2 separate regions of the Mus musculus genome follow, and region 2 is linked to region 1. Evidence: chromatin contacts called from public HiChIP or PLAC-seq data. All regions are on one chromosome and are shown on one strand. The core of a region is the stretch at or near the end of the contact, and the rest is flanking DNA. Distances in the headings are between cores, read along the strand shown.

Region 1 (4,878 bases), core at 1,542-4,041:
GAGAGGGAGAGGGAGAGGGAGAGGATGAAGCTGAGCCATCTCTCCAGCCCAGGTGGGCACTATCTTGCACATCTGTCTAGGTAGAGGAGTGTGTGGCTTACAGGTACAGTTGGCTTTGTCACGTGGGTTCTGGGACAATACTCAGGCCATCAGGCTTCTCAGGGAAGTAGTTTTTTAACCCACTGAGCCATCTTGCTGATCACCTCTGGATTCTCTTTTTGTTGTTGTTTTGAGACACATTAAGACTGTGTAGCCACAGCTGACCGGGAACTCACTATGTAGAGCAGGCTGACCTCAAACTCAGAGATCCACCAGCTCTGGCTCCCAATTTTTGGGATGAAAAGTGTGCACCTCACATTCACCTCCCATCCCCACCCCAGGCACTCTTAAGCCAGTAAAATTCTTGAGCCCTCTTTGCATGAAGTGCCTACAGGCCATGTTAGCACAGTTAATGCTCTGAAGTAGGACAGTCTACATTTCTCATGCAAGGTCGCTAAAGCCCGGGCTGATGAACTTTTCTAAGGCCTCATTTTCCAAGCACAGTCAGAATTTCACCCAGATAATTTGGCTCCAGGATGGACATTAATGGTTGTCCTCACTTAGGTCTGAGTTCACACACTGTCCACAGAGCTGAGGAAAAACTGCCTTGATAGTTAACGAAGACAGCAGTTCCCAGAGAAGCCATGGCTACAGAGCTGTCACTTTGCCTCTTGTGGGCAAAATGGATGTTCGAGAGCAGAGACAGCCCTTGATCCTAAAATAACTCCTGTGTCCTCCATCACTCTAGAGAGTAATGAGAACCACAGGGACAGAGCACACGGGGCTGCTGGCCTATGTCACATTACCCAGCTGTGAACTGTCAGAGCCTGTAATAAGAGCTGTTCTTAACCCATTATCTGGAAGGGTCAGGAGTATCATTATGCTGGGTTGGATAGGAGAAACATTTTAGGGGAAAAAAGAACTAGCAATTATCTCCCCACTGAATTTTGGAGGCAGCCTCAAGTAACCCAAACTTGGAGCCATCCTCCTGCTTCAGCATCCCAAAGGCTTGGATTGCAGGTATAAACAACCACATGCAGCTTGCTTTCTTGAAAGAAACAATTTGTTTTTAAATCATATGTGTGAGTTGAGGTAGCTGTTTCAGAAGAGGGCGTCAGATTCCACATAGCTGTGGTTACAGAGGCTGAGAGCCATGGGCACTGGGAAAGCCAGCTTGGCTCTACTGGATGAGCAGAGAGCACTCCCAGTCACTGAGCCATCTCCCCAGATCCCTTCCCCACCCCACGTCCTTCCTTCAAACCAGCACCTATGATCTATAGAATAATGGGTTTCATTGTGACATTTTCATTCATGTAGGATTCTGATTGCGTTCACCCTCTTATGCCCCTCCCCCTCCCAGTGGACCCCACCTGCTTCCCCCTATACCCTCTTCTCACTTCACGTGGACTTTTGTTCTTGTTGTTTGGTTGTTGAGATAAGGCCTTTCTATGCATCCCTGACTGGCCTGGAACTTACTATGTAAACCTGGTTGGCTCACATTTAGAGGTCTGACTCCTCCAAGTTCTGAGGTTAGAGGCGTCACCATGCTTTCGTGTTTGAGTGTGTGTGTGTGTGTGTGTGTGTGTGTGTGTGTGTGTGTCTGAGCTCAGAGATGCTTGCACACGTGGGAGGTTATTCCCAGGAGCATGGACCACCTACCAGTGTGGCTGGTTACAACACTGAAAAGAAGATCCTGCCCTCTCCAGAACTATTAACATAAAGGGCGGGGCCTTGTGAGCCCCTCCCCCAGCAACAGTTAACGCCTCCATAGCTCCAGGAAGGAGGGGGGGCCTCATGAGTCCCTTCCCTGTTTTTTGGAGACAGGATCCTACTACATAGCCAAGGCTGGTCTTGAACTTGAGATCCTCCTGCCTCCACTTCCTGGATACTGGGATTACAGGCGTGCACAGCCATATCTGGCTCTTAAGTATCTTTGGACAACTTGGGTTTTTTCCTTTTTTTAAAACTTAAGACTTTGTAACTGACAAGCCCTCTTTAGTTCTAACACCCCAATAGATGAGTAGATGGACTTAACAGAAATTTCAATGAGTCTCTCAGGGTTCCTTGGTTTTATAGCTAATAGGCTCAGGCCCTGGTACCTACTCAGTTTCCCACCCTACGTTCTGATTTGCCATATCCTAACCAACACTATGAAGCTATATCTTGGGTCCTGTGACTGTAGGGGGATGGAGGAGACAGGAGTCACTTAAGGACCAAGGATAAGACATATATTTCCTTTTGGGAACAAACCAGTTGGTTGCTTCCTAAGCAGTGTGCCTTTGTTATCCTGTGAGCAGCATCTTGGCAGCGCCCAATTCCCACTGTGAACATTTCATTCACCTTATTCTTCAGTGTACAAAGCAGGCCATCACTACAGTGTGTGATGGATGAGGGGTTAGGCTTAGTTCATTATACCACAGTGTCTCACACACTCAGCTCACGGGGGTTGGGGGGTCTCAAAGTTTGTTTAAATAGTTGAAGATGTCATTCAAAGACAACCTGGAAATTCTGAAGCAGACTTAACTATGTTGGGGAAACAGCTATTTACATGACAGTTATCCCTGATTTGTTTTGGACACATGCAAAGTATAGTAACTGAGGCAAATGCAGCGGTCCTGCTCAGTGGTCCTGGGATTTTGGAAGCAGAGGCAGGAGGACGGGGTGTTCAAGGTATCCATGGCTACTTCTCAGTTCATTTTCTCATGTTTGTTTGGGCCTCTATACTCTAAAATGAAAATGAACCTACGTTTCAGAGAGAAAGGAAGAGGGTAGTGTAAACCACAGAATGTAGCCCAACCCCTGCTGACCGGGAGTAACTCCCAGAAGGCTGGCCTTCTGCAGTTGCCAGGCAACAAGTGTAAACAGCACTGGATCATGGCCACTAACTACAGTGCCAACCAGGTAAGCGCTTGCTCGTCACCCTTTTACATTTGAGTTTATGTTCCAGATGCTGCCCTTGACTGCCCGCTCCCATCAGACTCTGACTGGGTTGAGGCGGTGCTTCATCTCATGGGTGGGAGGGCCCAGGAACAAGCAAAGAGGATCTGGGTTAAATCTGTAGACCGTAAGCCAGGAAGCAGTGATTTTATTTGTACAGGCCAGAGTAAGCAGTTTAGGCTTTGTAAGTCAAGTGACAAAGTCATATCTATTTATATGAAAGTTAGCACTAATTTGTTTCAGAAAAATTCAAAATATAGGGGTAGAGATGCTCCCCAGTGGTCCCCGAGGCAGGAGGATGGGTGTTCAAGGCATTCTGGGGCTACATACTGAGTCCAAGGCTAACCTGAGCTTCAAGAGAACCCCTCCCCCTCCACACACACACAGAGAGAGAGAGAAAGAGAGAGAGAGAGAGAGAGAGAGAGAGAGAGAGAGAGAGAGAGAGAGAGAGAGAGAGAATGAAAACAAGGACACAAAATAGTCACTGATGGTTCGAGGCCAGCCTGGTCTACATAGAGAGTTCCAGGCCAGCCAGAGTCTTGTAGTAAGAAAAGAAACAAAATATTGCCTACACATTTTTGGAGTTCCTTTGGAGAAAATATTTTCCTTCTTTAGTATTCCCAGTTTAGTGTTGTTCTTTTTCTTCGTTTATGTGTATGTGTGTGAGTAGGTAGACAGGTAAGGTTTTGCTACTACCTACCTATCCCAGACTGGACCACAAAGTCACAACCCTCCTACCTTCCTCTGCTAAGCGTGAGGCTTACAGGTGTGTGCCACCTTGGCCAACTACCTTCTGTCAAAGCAACACAAATGGTTGTTTTATGTCTACAAATATTTTTACAAATGGTCTATTTTTACAAATAAAAAACGTTCTTGCCAGGGAGGCAGGGACAGAAGGGTGGAACCCAGCCTCAAAGAAAGAAAGAAAAAGAGAGAGAGAGAGAGAGAGAGAGAGAGAGAGAGAGAGAGAGAGAGAGAGAGAGAGAGAGAGAGAGAGAGAGGAAAGAAAGAAAGAAAGAAAGAAAGAAAGTGGCGTTTTCTGCCCCTTGGCCTTCTAAAAGCAGGTAGCAATGTGGATTTGGTTACCATCCCTTGGTCTAATCTAGCAGTCTCCAGCAGTGTGTCACAAACATAATTTAAAAGGTTTTAGCAGCTATGTGAAAATTAAAAATTAAATTTTGTAATGCTCAGTAGAATATAATAAACCTCAAACATTAACATTTAATTGCATTTTTAAAAAGTCTAACCACACACACACACACACACCTATTTTATACCAGCTCCTTAAAATCCATTTTTCCCCACTAGCGCTGAGGACCATAGCTCTGTACATGCTAGATAAGCACTGTAACTCAGAGCTACACCCCTGGTACACATCTTGAGCAAACAGATTATAATCTCATACTTACCTAGCACGCACAAGATCCTGGGTTCAATATGCAGCGTGGCAAAGCCAGACACAATCTCGTCTCTCTTTGTATTTAGCTCTCTTCTTTTCGTGTTGCTTGTAGGTTGGCATACCAACTGTTGGGTTTTGTCAGGGCATCTTCCTACACAAGAGTCAGTATACTGTTCTCAACCCTTCCCTCCAGCTGGTAGGCTTTTCTTCCCAGACTTAGTGCCCAGGTCAGCTCTCCTTATACTCTGCAACCCATTGTCTTAGCACCTACCTCCCTTATGATAGCTTCCTCCCTACATACCCTTGCCACAGTGAGTTCGAGTTCACCTAACTGTAGAGAACAGTGTCACCATCTCACGGGGGAGCCTCGGAGCCTCACAGGAACTCTCCTCTTTCTCTCCACAGTATGAAAAAGCTTACTTACCCACGTACCTGCAGAACTGGTCTCCTGCCAGGCCAACGAAAGAGGTATTCTGAGCTCAGTGCCCCTCTCCAAGGCCAGT
Region 2 (4,878 bases), core at 1,600-4,099, 310 kb after region 1:
CTCAGTTGAGATCCTTTCTTCCCAAAGGCTCTACCTTGTGTCAAGCTGACATACAACTAGCCAGCATACTAGTATATATGCCAATATATCAAAAAAAAAAAATCAAGCAAGGCGTGGTAGCTTATTGCTTGTATATGGGGAGTGCCGAGAGTTCAAGGCTAAGCTAGACCACACAGTGAGAGCTCAGGACACCCTGGAAAATATAGTAAGTCCATACTTCACCCTGTTCCCAAATAAAATAAAAATAATAAATAGACTGGGTCTATAATTCTGTGATGGACTATAAGTCTATTATGAATAAGGCCCTGGGTTCAAATCCTCAGTGCTACCAAAAAATTATATGTATGTATGTGTATATATATATATGTGTGTGTGTGTGTGTGTGTGTGTGTGTGTGTGTGTGTGTGTGTGTAGCAAATTCTGTGGGTCTTCTGGAAGAATGGGGCACAGTCTTTAATCACTGAGCCATCATTCCAGCTCCTAAAACCTTTTTTTCTTCCCTTTTAATGGAAAGGCTATCAGGGAAAAATAATGGTTTAGCATTTTGTGTAATGCCAGAGCACAGTGGTTGGGAACTAAAAAACATTTGTACATATTTATTAGGTATGTAAGAGGAGAGCCGCTAGAACCCAGCCTGTCTCTGAGGCAACTCTCCCATTTTTGCTCTCACATTTTGTTAACAGGGTCAAGCCAGGTTCACATTCCCGGGGTGGAGGACACTCCTACCCTGACCCTCCAAATGTCCGCTTAATTGTCTGGTAAACTGGGAAAAGAATGTAAAACTTGCTGTTATCTTGACTGAGGTGCCTAAGTTGTAAAAATTTATAGCCAAAGCCTGCCAAGCCCTCATTAACTGCATGCAGCTGACCAGCGCCTTTGTTCCTTTTATCACTTTGAGCTCCCGACCAAATGTCCAGGAGGATGAACTGAGAGCCATGGATTCTGGACCCAGTGTCCTAAAGGATGAATTAAAGGCCTTCAAGCCAGGTGTCCTGGAGGAAGCCCAGTCTTCAACAAACACTGTCGTGCATGCTTAACCATTAATGCAAAAATATGCTCGATGACCCTGCAGCTCACCCAGCCCCTCCCTCCTTTTGCAGTTTTACCCTTTAAAAATGCAACACAGCTTCCTTGGGGATGTGGTTCAGACCCCCAACTTGGCCACCTCCTGACCGCTCAGAAAATAAGGCTTCTGTTTTGACGTTTCTGTCTCTGAAGTGAGCCTTCTCAGCTTCCATCCAGAACCCAACAGGTATAGTGAGTGGGTCATACTGTAATCTTGGTATTCAGGGAGGCTGAGACGTCCTAAGTTCAAGGATATTTGGGGCCATATGTGAGTTGCAGAGCAGCCTGGGCTAAAGCAAGATCAGGCCAAACAAATGCCAAAACTGTGTATAAGTCTCAGTTTAGGACTTCAACTTTCTTTGAGGGTGAATAACAAGTTTGCCCTTGGCAGATACCCAAATATTTGTTTCAGTTTAGTAGTACAAAGTTTCTTTCTTGGTTACACACTGTCCTGTTTATTTTAACTGCCAACCTTGAAGTCAGAAATGTTGTTTTAATTTATTTATACTTTCCAGTCTCATCCAGGAGATGCTTGGTAAACTTGCTGATTGTTGTTGCTGTTGGTGGTGGTTTTTTGAGACAGGGTCTCACACTGCATCTCTGGCTGTCCTGGAACTCACAATGTAGATCAGGCTGGTCTTGAACTCACAAAGATCTACCTGCTTCTGCCTCCCCAGTGCCGGGATTAAAAGCATGGGCTACCAAGCCCAGTGTAGCATGCACTCTTAACTGCTAAGTCATCTCTCCAGCCTGTTTTATTTTTGAAATGGGGTCTCTTGTAGCTTAGGCTATTCTCTGATTTGCTACCTTGTCAAGGATAGCCTTAAACTCCTAATCCTGCTGTCCCTGTCTTTTACAGTCCTGGGATTACAAGCATAAACACTAGGTTGGGTTTTTTCCCCCTTTCTATCCTTCTCCTCCTCCCCTCCCACCCCCTTCCCTTCCTCTGAGAAAGGGTCTCATGAATCCCAGGCTGGTCTACGGCTTATTAGATACCTAAGGCTGAGCCCCCAATCTTTCTGTACTTACATACCTCTTGGCATAGCCATTTTTATAGGAAGATCCACAGTTTGAGGCCAGCCTCAGCGACATAGCTAGCCCTGGTCTAGAAAACAAAAGCTAATCCAAATGTAAGGCCCAGCAAAGGAGCTGCTGACATAGATCCTATGTGTATGTATAAAAGACATATTCCCAGTCCTCCCAAGAAGTATGGGTCAGCTTTTATTATCTGGATGCTTCCTGTATCCGTCTATGTAGGTTTCTTTTTGAGAGCAACCCAGTTTGGGATAGTCAAGATGTCTCTCTTGTCTCAACCCTCTCCCTACACCTTCCTATATTAATTTGTGTTTTTCACTTACCAAGGGGGAGGGGACCAAAGATTCTGCACCATCAAGCAATTGAAAAGTAATGGAAGAGAAATCAACCAAGCACATTCCTGCATCTCACAGGCAGTGACCTTACTCACCTTCTCTTTAGAGATGACTATCGAGGGCCTGGCAGTCCGAAAGGCTCTATCTGCATGCCTTGCTGCCCAATTGGGATGCCCTTACCTGCCGAAGAGGAGGCCTTGGTTTCTTTAAGCGACAGTCTCCTGGGCCAACCAGAGGTCTCTAGAGGTGAAAGCCACCAATCGGACTCAAGAAGGAGGAAAGTTCGGGGTTGCACCTGCGTACGGTGAGTCACTCATCGGAGCTCCCTCTCTTTTCACCAATCGGAACGCGGGGAAGCCGGGCGCCGCCCACCGGGCGTGGAGAGAAAGGCGGGCCGGGCTTAACCTGGCTGCTAGAGTCCAGCCCAGGGCAGTGGATCGCGAGGCTGTTCCCATTGGAGTTGCTGTGCCCGTCGCGTCGGGATTGTAACTGTAATGGGCACCGAGGGGAAAGCCGGGAGGAAACTGTTGTTTCTCTTCACGTCTATGATCCTGGGTGAGTTCCTAGAGTTTTTGGAGGATTAGGTGGGTCCGGGGAGAGGCTGGAAGAGGACGATCCCCACGCGCCGACGGGAAGGGAGGAGTCCAGAAACCTGCCTGCCTGCCTCGCCCTGGGAGTCCACTTTTCCGCCCGGGTCTGGTCACTCTCCGTTCCCCTCCCCCACCGGGAGACTGGCTGGCTCCCTTCGCCCAAGCCGGTGATCTGTGACCCTACCTCCCACTCGGTGCCGGGAGTACCCTCTCTGCGGAAGCACCAAAAATAACCCGGGAGGGTCCATGGTTCTGGGTCTCCCCTAACGACCCGAGGACCCTCCCCAAACCCAACTATTTCGCTAGCCGTTCTTCTCCATAGTATACGTCTGGGAAGGTCTATCCTGCCCTTCCGACATTCTCGGAGATCTCAGAGAAACCTTGAGCCTCTCACCCGGACTCCCTTGGCTCAAGTGCCCTAGAAGGAAATGTAATGAGGAGGGGGGTGGGCTGGGTAGGGAAGATTTCTTTTCCTGGCTTTTGTAGAAGGGTTTCTTCCTCTTGTTAAGTAGTAGACCTTCTGGGATTAATGCCGAGGTTCGGCGTCTGAAGAAGAAATGAATTCTCTAAAATTTCTCAGATTCAGAATTCCTTTCTTGACTAGGTAGCAAAGAGTCGTTAATTAAGGTTGTTGACGGAGTAAGGATTCCCTGGGGCAAGAGTAGGTCTATTGGTTGGCTGGATCTCCTTAGAGCCAGAACTCTGCCCTCCCCCTTGCCCGGAATGAGAGTTTTTTTGTTTCTTTGTCGACTCCTTTTCCTGAGAAACAGCCAGGCTCGCATGCTGGGGCATGACTATCTCGAGGTGTGTTTGTATGAGGTTGAGTGTGAGGTAGGTTGGTTTGTTCCCTTGGTCAGTGTGTGTCAGCACCTGTATATTTATCTGTCTCCTTTCCCTGCCGCCACCACCCTTCGGAGCCGAGGACCAAACCCAGGGACTTGGGTGTGCTATGTCTGGTTCCTGAGTGTCACACACTCCTGTTGTTGGAATGTGTTCCGTATGAATCTGTTTCCCTTCACGGTTAGTATTTTAGAGAGGATAAAGGAAATAAACCATTACAGTCAGTATCGCTGTCTTCTAAAGGCAGTTCGTTTTGGTAACCTTTTTGGAGAACAATCATAAGACTAAGTCCCCAAGATGGAGAGATGGGTCCCTTGTTTCTCATTACAACTGTAAAGCTTTGGAGTGGCCTAGACAATAGGTGAGTCTACTTCTCTACATTGTACAGATAAGGAAATTAATCTGTGGAGAGGAAATGACCTTCCCAGTTTTACAAGAGGGTAAGAAGCTGGGGATGGAACCAGAGCCCTCTGACTCCCATTCCTGGAGATCCAGCGTCTCAGGCATGAGGCATAAGAAGGATCTAAACTACTCTTTCAGAATCAGCTCTCTTGTTATTAATGAAATCCCTTCCACTAGAGTCTCTCACTTCACCTTTGAATTCTACTACTGTTTCTCCGTCCCCTCCTCCTTTCTTTGCCCGGCCATCACTTGTTTCATTTCTGTTCATATCTTAGATTGCTAGCCACACCCACATTCCTGTTTTGTGTACTGTTTCCTCTGGATCAAGGACCGTAGTTGTTAGACTTACGTAAAGCCCTGGAGCGACTTCCTTCCAACCCCTTTCCTCCTTCCTTTTCTCTTCCCCTAATTTCCTACGTTAATTCTAGCACTCACCACCAAAGAGAAGGATGGTGACAAGATCATTTTGAGCAGGCAGCGGTGGTTCCAAGGAAGCCTGAGTGAGGTGGGGCATTTATTTGCTTGGCAGGGCAGGGGGCCCTAGGGAAATAACACGTAGGGGGTGGCAGTGGGTGAGAATACACTTCATGGTGTAACTTTGAAATCAAGGT

The links. HiChIP or PLAC-seq counts read pairs in DNA pulled down with a chosen protein or histone mark.
Region 2: an H3K4me3 HiChIP or PLAC-seq map of embryonic stem cells shows a contact between it and region 1, with 14 read pairs. The contact joins the promoter of F11r here to the promoter of Cfap126 in region 1. A contact is called at or near these places in 14 of 39 promoter capture datasets (the C10 cell line, the HPC-7 cell line, HPC-7-derived erythroid cells and 6 more), 3 of 484 Hi-C or Micro-C datasets (cardiomyocytes, embryonic stem cells and uterus), 7 of 115 datasets of contacts at active chromatin or transcription factors (embryonic stem cells, microglia and pancreatic cancer cells) and 3 of 9 other capture datasets (adipose tissue, embryonic stem cells and liver).

What each region holds. Positions count from the first base shown.
Region 1 is chr1:171,120,254-171,125,131 of GRCm38.p6, forward strand. Cfap126 (cilia and flagella associated protein 126) reads left to right here and starts at 2,792. Exons shown (of 5, transcript NM_001379426.1): 1 at 2,792-2,940; 2 at 4,781-4,843. The coding sequence starts at 2,914.
Region 2 is chr1:171,434,712-171,439,589 of GRCm38.p6, forward strand. It overlaps F11r (F11 receptor), which reads left to right and starts at 2,850. Exons shown (of 10, transcript NM_172647.2): 1 at 2,850-2,990. The coding sequence starts at 2,930. Gm26641 (predicted gene, 26641) reads right to left here and starts at 2,611. Exons shown (of 2, transcript NR_151523.1): 1 at 2,531-2,611.